3 separate regions of the Sus scrofa genome follow, and regions 1 and 2 are each linked to region 3. Evidence: chromatin contacts called from public HiChIP or PLAC-seq and promoter capture Hi-C data. All regions are on one chromosome and are shown on one strand. The core of a region is the stretch at or near the end of the contact, and the rest is flanking DNA. Distances in the headings are between cores, read along the strand shown. Region 1 holds the start of LOC110261963. Region 2 has its middle 81 kb from the start of PPP3CA. Region 3 overlaps PPP3CA (protein phosphatase 3 catalytic subunit alpha).

Evidence for each region. Promoter capture Hi-C pulls out the DNA fragments that hold promoters and counts their contacts. HiChIP or PLAC-seq counts read pairs in DNA pulled down with a chosen protein or histone mark.
Region 1: a promoter capture Hi-C map of liver shows a contact between it and region 3, with 5 times the contacts expected there. The contact joins the promoter of LOC110261963 here to the enhancer-like site in region 3. A contact is called at or near these places in 3 of 5 promoter capture datasets (liver and skeletal muscle), 15 of 47 Hi-C or Micro-C datasets (brain, embryonic fibroblasts, liver and 6 more) and 2 of 2 datasets of contacts at active chromatin or transcription factors (alveolar macrophages and skeletal muscle).
Region 2: an H3K27ac HiChIP or PLAC-seq map of skeletal muscle shows a contact between it and region 3. The contact joins two enhancer-like sites. A contact is called at or near these places in 3 of 47 Hi-C or Micro-C datasets (psoas muscle and skeletal muscle) and 1 of 2 datasets of contacts at active chromatin or transcription factors (skeletal muscle).

Annotation. Positions count from the first base shown.
Region 1 is chr8:119,427,621-119,431,344 of Sscrofa11.1, forward strand. LOC110261963 reads right to left here and starts at 2,040. Exons shown (of 4, transcript XM_021100550.1): 1 at 1,823-2,040; 2 at 1,160-1,768; 3 at 733-873; 4 at 380-503. The coding sequence starts at 2,040. The coding sequence ends at 443. PPP3CA (protein phosphatase 3 catalytic subunit alpha) reads left to right here and starts at 2,287. Exons shown (of 13, transcript NM_214128.1): 1 at 2,287-2,411. The coding sequence starts at 2,354.
Region 2 is chr8:119,347,158-119,350,891 of Sscrofa11.1, forward strand. No RefSeq gene overlaps it. Among named protein-coding and RNA genes, the nearest start is that of PPP3CA, 81 kb to the right of the region's middle. Within about 2 kb of position 1,549, at least 6 of the 83 cell types and tissues checked have an H3K27ac peak or open chromatin away from gene starts, as enhancers often do. A contact at or near this core is called in skeletal muscle, where this site is marked.
Region 3 is chr8:119,589,118-119,593,132 of Sscrofa11.1, forward strand. All of the region lies in intron 2 of PPP3CA (protein phosphatase 3 catalytic subunit alpha), which reads left to right. Among named protein-coding and RNA genes, the nearest start is that of PPP3CA, 160 kb to the left of the region's middle. Within about 2 kb of position 2,459, at least 35 of the 83 cell types and tissues checked have an H3K27ac peak or open chromatin away from gene starts, as enhancers often do. A contact at or near this core is called in brain, embryonic fibroblasts, liver and 5 more, where this site is marked.

The sequences.
Region 1 (3,724 bases), core at 790-3,289, 160 kb before region 3:
CATCTGGCATATAAAAAGAGCATGATACATATTTATTGAATGTACTGTCTGCCTAGTTACTACAAAACTGTCCCAGGTTCTGAATTGGGCAGCAGAATTAGGAGCCAGTGGCAGTCTCTCTGAGCCAGGGACATACCCAGAATGGTCTCCTTTTGCTAAAAGGCCTCCTTAGAGGCTCACCTGCCTCCTAGTGTGAGCTCCTATTCCTTGCAGGCCACACTGCTGAAGCCACACTCGAGGGTCAGCAGTCAATTCGTAAAACTCCTTTTTGAGTTTGTACTGTAATTCCTTGGTGCTGAGCTTGGTTGGGGAGAGGTGCTGGGTGAGGTGACCTTCTTGCAGAGGGAGACCTGCTCTTCATTCTGTGGCCCTGCAGGAAGGTCAGAAGGGAGCACTTTGGCCACTGCCACTATTTAGCCTCCCACGACTCCCATTCTCTCCTTCACACTCTTTCCAACGGCGGGGGCGGGTGCAGAGTGGGGCCCGCTTTGGGCTTCAGGGCCCTGCAGGTATGAGGAGCAGCAAGTGGGTATCAGGTGATCAAAGGAGAGGGGAAAGGAGATGTGGTGTCACCAATTCTAACCAGTGGCTGGGTGCTTAGTGTCAACATGGAAAAACCAACCCTCTCCGGTGTTTTTTCCAACTCCCCCGCCCCCCATTTCTCCCTGGAGACGGTTGGGCAGCCCTAGGTGACCCAAAGTTGCCTGGGGTCTCTTGGACTCCGGTCCTCACCCTCGGTGGACAGTCTGCTCCAGCGTCCTAGAGCTCCCAGCACGCTCTGCCAAGTCTTCGGGCCGCAACGCTCCAGAGCGGCCCCTCCTCGGAAGGTGTGGATGCACAAGTGGGAAACATAAATGACCACCACACGGTCCCCTACAAAAACCCAGATAGCAAAACAACCGTAAACACATCACAGGCTGAGCCCGTCTCCCCAAGGTAAGTCCTTTATTCGTCGCCGTTTTGGCGATTCTCTCTGGACAGCTGCGGCAGCGACAGCAGCTGTGCGGTGGGCCCCGGAGGTCCCCGCGATCTTCCTTCCTCCGCCCTCTCTGTCGCTTCTCACCCCCACCCCCTTCCCTCCTCTCTCCGCCTCCTCTCTTCTTGCCCTCTCGCGGGCCACGCACACACCCGGAGACACCCTCCGCACTTGGCTACTCACACACTGCGGCTCGACCCAGCCGACGAGGCACGGTTGCCAAAGCGGCCCGGGGTGTATGGGGTGTGTGTGCGGGGTGCCGGGGAGGAGGCCAAATCGGGCTGAGGGTGGCATAGTAGGGCCTCTCTCCTCCCAACCGCGACCCCTGCCCATTCTCCTTCCCTAACCCCGGCCTGCCAGCAACAGTGACACCTGAGCGGGGACTGGTTGGTGGAGGCGACAGGCCCACAGGACTGGCAACCAGGAGAAAACAGAGCAGGGGGCGGGGACGAAGAGGAGGAGCGGGAGGCGGGACCCACGAGGAGGTCGCCACTGGCGGTGAGTGACGCACACGCTAGCCAATAAGCGACCGCTGACCCAACGTCTGGGCGGGGAGCCAGGGGGCGGGCTCCGCGAGGAGGAGGAGGCTGCTGGGGCGATAGAGGCGGGGGCCGGGAGGAGGAAGGGGAGGAGGCGGGAGCGGTGGCGGCGGCGGCGGAGGAGGCGGCAGCGGTGGAGGGTAGGTTGCGCCCCGGACTGTGTCTGCCGAGCTCCACGGCTGTGCCTGTGTGAGTGGAGGAGCGGCGCTGGGAGGCAGAGGCGGGCACGGGCGAGCACGGCGGCGGGACGTCTCTGGCGGCCGCGGATCAGCGGCAGCGGTCGGTGTGGGGAAGCAGCGGCAGTAACAGCGGCAGCAGCAGCAGCGGCGTCCGCCTCTCAGCCGCCGGGGACGCTGAGGCGCGGCTGGTGGCATTGACATCGGCGGCCCTGCCTCTCTCTCTCGCCCCCGGCCCTCCCCATGTGATCGGTCTTAATCCCGGCAGTGTGCGCGCGTGGGGATCCATTCCGCTGTGCCTGATCTCCGTGCCAGGGTGGGTGCTCGTGTGTGCGCTTCCCCTCCCCATCCCCCTTCCCCCAAGAATAAAAGAAGAACCGAGAGGCGTGCTTTGAAAATAAATAAATAACCACCACACACGCGCAGCCCGGAGCAGAGTCGGAGGGGCTGGCGGCGGTGGAGGAGGAGTGAAGGCGGCGGCGGCGGAGGAGGAGGGACGCGCGGAGAAGGCAGTAACTTTAAAGCCAGCTCAGAGCCCAGACCTCCAGCCAAGCGGTTTGCAGCGCGGCGGCGGCGGCGGCGTTGAGTGTTGGCCCGCCAGTCCGGTCGGGGTGTGCAGTAGGACGGACGAGCAGCGCGTCGCTGTCCCCCGGCGGCTGGAGATGTCCGAGCCCAAGGCAATTGATCCCAAGTTGTCGACGACCGACAGGGTGGTGAAAGGTAAGCGGCGCGCCGCGGTCGCCCGGGTGCACCGGGTGCCGCAGGCACCCGGGCGGCTTCCTCCCCTCCCCCCGCCCTAGGCTCTCTCCCTGCTCCAGCCACGGACCTTCTAGGATATTGTGCAACCCTCGAACCCCCCTCTCTCGCGCGCCCTTCCCCCACGCTTCCCACCCAGCCCACTTGGGGCATTTTTATTTACGGGGGCGTCAGTTGGCAAATGGCTGAGCCAAGGGGAGGCGGTGGCGGGGGTGGCGGTGGCGGTGGCGGGAGGGGGCGCCCGGGGGGTGGTTGCTGGTAGGGTGTAGCTGCTGTGACAGAAATAGGAAGTGGGTGGCTGCTCGCAGGCTTGCGTGGGATCGGGTTTATGGTTTTCTCTTGCAGAGGGAGGGGTGATTTATGGCTTTTAAAAAATTAATATGGCATTTTTATGTGGCGGTGGCTTTCCACCGCCTGCCTCGCTCGGGCAGGATTCTCTCGGCGCTCCATTGCAGCAATTCCCTCCGCGCCCCCTCCCCCTCCCCCGAAAGGGCCTGCACAGGACTCGCGAGAGAGCGGGAGAGCGTGGGGGGAGCCCGGTGCTTCCTTCCGCGCGGGGCGGGGGCGACCGCAGGGAGGGGGCGGCCGGGGGGGGGCATGGGGGGCGCGGGGGCGGGGAACGACCGGAGAGCCCCAAGCCGCCGCCCTGGGATTCCCCCGCAGGCCCTGAGAAAGACACGAAAAGCTGTTCCCCAACCTCCCTCGCCACCCTCAGCCTTACCCCGCCGACCTGTCATTGCTCTTGAATCGTGCCCCGCTGGAGCACACCTCCCCGATGGTAACCTCACCCTGCCTGCTTCTTCCTTGCCCCTGGCACCCGCTTGTTAATGGGCTATTTGATTCCGTTCATTGGCTCTTCTCCGCCCCGGGATCACAGACTCCGGGCGGCGATGGCTCTGGGATCCCAAACAGCAGCCGGGATGCGTGGGGTGAGGAAGGGGACAGGTAGTGGTCTCTAAGCTAGCACAGGGGAATCCGCAGTCTTCGTTGTATTCTTTGGTGGACTGGGGAGGAACTGTACTATGAATCCTGGAAAGATGAGGCAGCGGAGTTGATACGCCAGGATTAAGTAGTATTCCTCATTCCTGGGGTCAGGACACTGAGCGGAGCAGGGATGGGCATGGGCTACTTGGAGCGGGCCTCTGAAATTGGAAACAGCGCTGGCTGGTGTAGAAGGAGAGAGTGAATGTGTATGCCTGTGTTGTGTGTACAACAGAGTATCTAATGTGGCCTGAGCATGCAAGTAGAGTGCAGAGCAATGAAGTCTTTTGCACCGT
Region 2 (3,734 bases), core at 299-2,798, 240 kb before region 3:
TTTAGAACAAGTACAATGCCACTTCTACTTCATTCTACTTAAATAGTCAGAGGGCTGGCCCAAATTCAGAAAAGAGGAAAACACACCAAAATAGAACTGCCAGATATTGGTAGTTGACTACCATCCTCGAACGTAAAATATCCCTCTCAGCATGCCCAAGAATGAAGTAAGGGACAGTGGCGAGATGGTGGTATGGGGAGTAGCTGTCAGTCTCCGTAGAGGCCAGCATCTTTTATCTAACGACCTTGAGTGAATTGGCCAGTGTTGTCACCCAGTTAGGTACTGGAGACAGTTGCCTAGTTGCTGACTGATTAAATACAAATCAGAATTTGCAACCAGAAGAATACAGATTGAAGAGGAGTCTAGGGAAATGGATGCTCAAAATGAGATGCGTTTAGGGAACCAAGTCAAGGGAACCCGGTGCGAGGTCTGACCTCACTGAGACTGGAAGCCAGCACTTCATCCAGAAAGTAGCATCCAGTCAAGAGTAAATGAACAGCCTACAGAATCAATAGAGCATTTAGCAAAATGCTTTTCTAAAGAATATTACATTGTTGACAGAACACTTTAAACTAACTAATGGAAAAAAACTAAAATCTTTTTAAAAAGCAAACTATGGATTGGAATACAGTTAATTCAGTTTATTATAATTTTTTATTTTTTTAATTTTTTATTATAGTTGATCTACAATGTTCTGTCAATTTCTGCTGTACAGCAAAGTGACCGAGTTATACATTTATATACATTATTTTTTTCACATTATCCTCCACCATATTCCATCACAAGTGATTAGATGTAGTTCCCTGCAGTTTCTTATAATTTAAATTGTCCTTCCTATTGTGCTTCTGGATAGACTCCCTCCCCTCCGACCAGATAAGCAGCCTTATTCTTTTAAAAAAACAATAATGATGAGCTATGAGTTTTCTTAAACTACCGGGAAGCAGAGTCTGTCCAACCAAAGGCAACTATGAACAACATTCAGTTACAGAAGGTAAAGGAATGGAGACTGAAAGAAGTGGAAAAAAACTTGAGCCAATTGCTTGTGTTTTTTTTTTTCCTATTTCAACTGATTAATTTACTTTTCAAATGAAAGCCAACCTAAGGAACAACAAAAATAACTCTTAACTGTTTCAAATTCACTGTTTAAATGTTCCTATATATTGCACTAATCCACTTTAAATACATTTTTTAAATTTGCTGCCTTTCACTATGTTTCTATTTTATCTGTCAGAGATTTTCTGGGGGAGCAAGTCTCCAATTTTATAACGGAAGTCAACAAGAAGATCAGCTTTCACATGTAGAGAACTGCTTTCATAGGCAATCTGCGTTTCACACAGGACAGGGTCATCTGTATTCTCTGGTGACAGTTCAGAGCTAGTAGCTGTTTTGCGGGGACCACTTTTCTGTTGTTACCTCAACATCAATTACTGGAGATTGCTTTATTTGATGGGGAGCTGAAAGAGATTGGGAAACAAATAATTTCTAATGGCTGAAACTGGAGTAGTCAGGCAAAGTTCCAGAGAGCAGCCGAGGCTGTAACTGCCCAGTTCCCACTGACATCAGTGTGAGTAATAAAACTAAATCCTCTGGAGATACTTTGAAATTTTAGCCTGCAGTATCTTTGGAAATGCTTCACAGTGAAATTTTATTTCCAACTCCACAGCCAATAGTTTTCCCAACCACCTCCTTCCCAATCTCCCAAACATGGAATAGCTTCTAACTCTGTTCATTTATGGGGATCACCTCAATTTATATCAAACAGGGCACGGGGATGGGTATGTCCAGCAGCCACTTCTGATTTACTCCTTTTCAAACAGTGTGGCAACAGCTCTTTCCCTCGCCCAGCAGACAGAGGAACGGTATACAAAGTCTTCTCCAAGTGTTCTAAGCCTGACCTGAAGAATGTGCAAAAAGGATGATTGATAAGCTTTACAGGAATGGATGTATTCGTAAGACTTGGCATACAACCCAACTCTTTTTCATGGACAAAAGGAGAAGAAACAGGAACCTTCAATGTGGTAGTTCTCTCTCCCCTCATCCCGTCTCTTTGGTTTAAGGTGTTTTTGTTGCTGCTGTTGTTGTTTTTAGGGTCACACCCACAGCACACGCAAGTTCCCAGGTTAGGGGTCAAATCGGGGTGGAAGCCACTGGCCTACGCCACAGCCACAGCCATGCGGGATCTGAGCCTCGTCTAACGATTTACCCAAAAGCTCATAGCAGCACCGGATCCTTAACCCACTAAGCAAGGCCAGGGATGGAACCTGTGTCCTCATGGATACCAGTCAGGTTCCTTACCACTGAGCCATAATGGGAACTCTCAGGTTTTAAGGTTTTTTAAGCTTTTTCATTCCTAAAAGGACTCAAACCACAGCTGCAATAAAATAAGATGTGCTACATGCTTATTTAACTTCTTAGTACCTCTGTGTGCCTCCCTCATTTAATGAGGATGTATTTAGACACTTACCCTCTCGGGTGACTGTAAGGATTAATGAATGTGAAATGCTTAGAAAAGAGTGGCAGGCACATAGTAAATATTCAGCACATGTTATATGTGTTTGCAAATCTTTCCACAGAATTTGGATTGCTAGGCTACATAGTTCAGCCCTAGTCTTCTTGTGAACTGATCATTTTACTATATCCTCCCCCCACTCCTTTTCTATACACATAAAATCATTACGTCTTATACCCAGAATTCTAAAGCAGTAGGTAAAAATAAAGGAGCTAGTGCTACCAATGACTGATAGGATAGTCATACATTATAAGAACATTTGGAAATTGACTACCTCCAGAAATGTTGATGGTGGGAGTGGTGGCGATGGTGGCTTACATTTAATGAGCCCTATGTGTTGTCCAGGCATTGTGCCCAAGCCACACAGTAGCCTTCTGATACAAGCGTTCTTGTCTCTATTTTATAGATAAGAAAACTGAGGCTCTTATGAATTGCCTCTGCTTCCTCTTTCTTGTACCTTCAGGCAAGTTTTGAAAGTGATGTCTACTTACTTGATCTTCATCCTTAACACCGCTGACTCATGAACCTAACCAAGGCCCACCTCAGCACTGAAACGAAACCTAATTATCCAAGGCCTCCTTGCTGCTGACTCAGATCAGCCCTTTCTCGCCGTATCTTACTTGATCTCACTCTGGCAAGTGATAATGTTGACCATTCCCTTCTTTTAAAAAAACGCCTGCTATCCTCAGTTTATAAACCACATTCTCCTGGTGTTTGCCTTTTCTACTGACCAGAGTCCCTTTTTAAGAGACCTGTCCCTTTGTGTCCCTTAAGAGACTGGCTTCTAAATATTTTTATTGCAACCATGAGAAGAAATATACTTCAAAACATAAATCTGTATTTAAAAACATATTTATACAGTTTCGGGAAACAGTCCTTCCTTACTTATGTGTAAATATATTCTGAGAAACTTTTTATATCATTAAAAATAATAACATTGGCATAACTCCTCATCTTAATTGCCTGGCTTACACATTTTTCAACATTCTGTGTCAACATTATGTATCATCTTTCATGGGGTTCAAACAAACCCTGAAGTGACCAGTCTGCTTGGTCACAGCTATCCAAACATCTGTCATCTACTAGCACATGGTGGTAGCAAAACCCAAGAGACTGGGTAATTGCTTTAGTTAAGCTCAAAAAAAGCTTTTAAAAGAATTATAATTAAGTCCCCCGAACATTTTTTTTTTTAAGAATGCTACATGTCAGAGGCATTTTGCTAAAA
Region 3 (4,015 bases), core at 1,209-3,708:
TCTTTGGGAAATCTTTAGATTTAGATGAGTTCTGAGGGTGGGCCCCTCATGATGTGGTTAGTGCCCTGATAGGAAGAGGAAGAGGTCAGCACCTCGGTCTTGGACTTCCCAGCCTCCAGAGCCGTGAGAAATAAATGTTTGTTGTGGAAGCTCTCCAGTCTAAGGTATTTTGTAATAGCAGCCAAACTAGGCTACAACCTCTTTGGGAGTTCAACTTAACAAACATTTACCTAGTATAGATGGTATGGATGCTACACAGGTGAACAAGACCTGGTCTCTGCTCTCCCAGGGCTCAGACTATAACCAGAAAACTGAAACAGATATTTGCTGAAAGATACACACATCAAACTATTGATTAAATGAAAGGATGTGATATAGATTTTTTTTTCGAGTAAATGTAGACGTACCCAACTGGATAGAGCTAACTGAAAACTGAGAAGATTTCCAATCTTCTAAGTGGCTAGGGTTTCCCTGACGGTGTCCACACTGATAATTATATTTCATCTTTGAGGTAAAGAAACTGTTTTACAGCTTGCATCTTTCTGTTCTGAATATAGATTGAGAACTCTTTCGAAAAGTTAGGAACTCTGAACATAGAAACAGATAAGGCTTAGTCCTTGACTGGAATATTCAAGGTCTAACGGGGGAGTGAGATACATAAATAGACAATTACTCTGAAATTCATTAAGAACTGTAATGAAGCTGCCTATAAACTAGTGTGGGAACTCAAAAAAAGGAATGCATGGAAGCCAAGGAAGTCGTGACAGATGACGTGATACTGAAGCGTGTGTGATAAGTGAAATTTTACTATGTGGAAAAGGCCAGCAAAGGTTATTGGGCAGAGAAAAGAGCACATCGAAGACGCTGATATTTTTTCATAAAGTCGGAAGGCCTGGTTTTGGAGATTTGCTATATGAAGACAGGGTCTCTGAAGGGTGTGAGAGGTAGGGGTGGGGCTGAGGCTGAGCTGGGATGGTCAGGGTCAGACACTAATCTCTTGTAAGCAGCACTTAAAACATTCAGTGCTGGAGTTCCTGTTGTGGCTTAGCAGGTTATGAACCTGACTAGTATCCACGAAGATGCAGGTTCGATCCCTGGCCTCACTCAGCAGGTTAGGGATCTGGCATTGCTGTGAGCTGTGGTGTAGGCCAGCAGCTACAGCTCTGATTTGACCCCTAGCGTGGAACTTCCATATGCTGCAGGTGTGGCCCTGAAAGGCAAAAAAACAAACAAAAACCATTCAGTGACTGTTCTGTAGGCACTGGAGCAGGTCTGGAGTAGGGCAGTTAGCACAAAATCAAGTTTGTGGCTAGGATAGCGTCCTGGATGACATGAGTAGACTGAGTCGGGAAGAACTCTTCCGAGGGGTTGAGCAGGAATGTTTCATTAGCCTTCAGGGTGCCGCACGATAATTCTGGCAGGGTGGGGGCATTGGATCTGATTTTGATTACAGGACCTTTCAAAAACAAGAGTCGACAATGACCTTTAACTGTCTGATTACTTTGTACCTAATATCTATTAAAAAACTTCTTGAATGTAGTAGGATGACTTAGGCAGGGATCCAGTTTACTCCATTTCTCCTTCAAGTTCTCATATTTTCCTGTTTTCCCTGTGACTTAGCCCAGAACATCTCCCTCACTTATAAAGCAGAAGCAGAGCAGGAACTTGGGGCTTTGAGGGGAAGGATTTAGAACTCATTTTCTGCTCTCTGGGCTGAGGGGATAGGCTGGCATCAACTGCTAATCTCTCCAGTTTGTCTGTTTCCTGCAGTGGGGGATTTGTCCCTAGGGCAGCAAAGGATTCCCTCAGTGGCTGAGCTGCCATTTAGCATGTCAGGCAGTTGCCAGGAGAACCCTCTGGCTTTGTTCCTGGATGTGAGAGTGAGCCAGTGGCCAAGTTTAAGGTCATGGCAGTCCTTCTCTTGCAGCAGCTGACGTCAATTAGGAGAATTCCCCTTGCCTTTCCCTGGGGAGAACTAAGTGGGGGTAAGAATCCAGTGTCTTTTGAGAACTAAATGATCAGTGTTTTTTCTCCTCTCACTGTCATTTGTCACTATCAAAGCAACGGGGCCTTAGTTTATATGGGGATAAAATATTACTCCTGAGGCATTTTGCCCACTTGTGATTTCAGTGGCCAAATCTTTAGGGCCTGCCCTGCAGCCAGAGGCCTATTTTGGGTCCCAGCCCACTGCTGGCAAGTCAGCACATTTCAGTCCGAGCCTGTGGCAGCAGCACCTCAGTTTGATGTTTTTATTCCCCCGAACTTGGACCCTTGATTTAAAAAAACGCCCCCCCCCAAGAGGAGTATAAGAGGGTAAAAGGTCACTGCGTGAGAGGCAGAGAGTCCTTTTTCCTGATCTGTTTTCCTCCCTGGTCTTACAAATGAGAAAAGGGAGTCTCAGAGTTCAAGTCAGTGTTTCTCAAACTTGAGCATGGATCACAGTCGCCTGGAGGGCTTCCTAGAACACAGATTGCTGAGTCCCACCTCCAGAGTTTCTGGTTTAGGAGGTCTGGAGGAGGGCCTGAGAATTTGTGTATCGTGCAGGCTCCCAGATGCTGACGGGACCCTTGATCTGGGACTCCCCTGCCATCCCCCCCCCGCCCCCGCCGTGGGCACCACTGGTTTAAGTAACTGGCCTGAAGTCTCAGGGCTGCTAACCATGCTGTGAACAGACGCCCATCAGCATGACTCCTGCCGAGCCATTGCCTTATGTTACATGCACTCTCCTGCCTCTGTATTAGGTTGAAAAAGTCAGGCATTTCGGTTCCTTTGGCCAGAATTTGTTTTTGCTCATTACCGAGGAAAACATCCTAAACCTGCTGTTCAAGGTTCTCAAGAAAGAGAAGGATTAAATAAGTTATTTCGACTCTTAATTATAGTTTATTATATTTTAAAGAAAAATGTATTTCTGTTAACGCAAGAGGGCAAGACCAAACAATAGTGCTTAGTATAGTTGGGGCATAGAGTTTAGCTAACAGTTTTTCCCAGTGAAAAACCTTTGTGATGCTTTTCTTTCCAAGCTCTTTGAGAGCTGACTATGGGAAACTACTGCTGGGACAATTTGTAAAGGAAGACCAGGATCAAAAGTATCTCTAAGTGAATTGTGTGATGATGAATACGGTATTATGTTAAGTAGAGTTGAGCCTTAGGAATTCAGCATCTGTGTGTAACATACAAGTCAGTAATAAGCCATTGACGTCAGTAAACATAGAACACCATCCAGAGGAAGCCTTTGACAGTCATTACAATTACGTCATAATTACATGAAGAGGTATTTTGCTTTAAGACCCGGTGGTGCACCCGGTCCCTTTCAGTTTGCCAAGAGTCAGTGCTTTTCATGAAGAGTGTAAAAGTGTTGACGCACCATTTGTAAGGTGACGCCTGTAGGTGTTTCCATAGGAATATAAAAATCCTCAAAATGTTTATTCTGAAAATTTGAAAGTGCTCTCTTGCCTTAATAGTACACTGATGGTTTTGGAAAAGGTTGAAATACGTTATTATCAATAGTACTTTAAGAGAAGTAGTGTTTCCAATAACACTGAAAGGCTTCCAGGTAAAGGAAGAGCATTCATTCTTCTTTGCTGTCTTAAAAGAAAAACGTAAACTTCCCTTCGTCTCTAGGAAGTGCAGATCATATTCACGGCTGCAACCCACCTCATGTTCCATTTTCTCGCTGAAGTGTCCCAAACAATTTTAGACTCCATTGATTTTATTCTCTTGTGGGCCAGTAATGCTTCTGGGCTCTAATGGACATCCTGAAATACTGCTCATACATTGGTACTGGTCTATGACAAAGTTTTTGCTGGTCCAGAATAAAATTATCTTTTTCATTTTAGTGTGAATGCTTCCTTTATTCATTTGAAACTATGGTGACAATTGATAGTAAATATTTTTTGTTTTGGAGGCTTTTTTTTATGTTTTTTTTTTTTTTTTTTTTTTGTCTTTTTAGGGCCCCACCTGTAGTTTATGAAGGTTCCCAGGCTGGGGGTCGAATCAGAGCTACAACTGCGAGCCA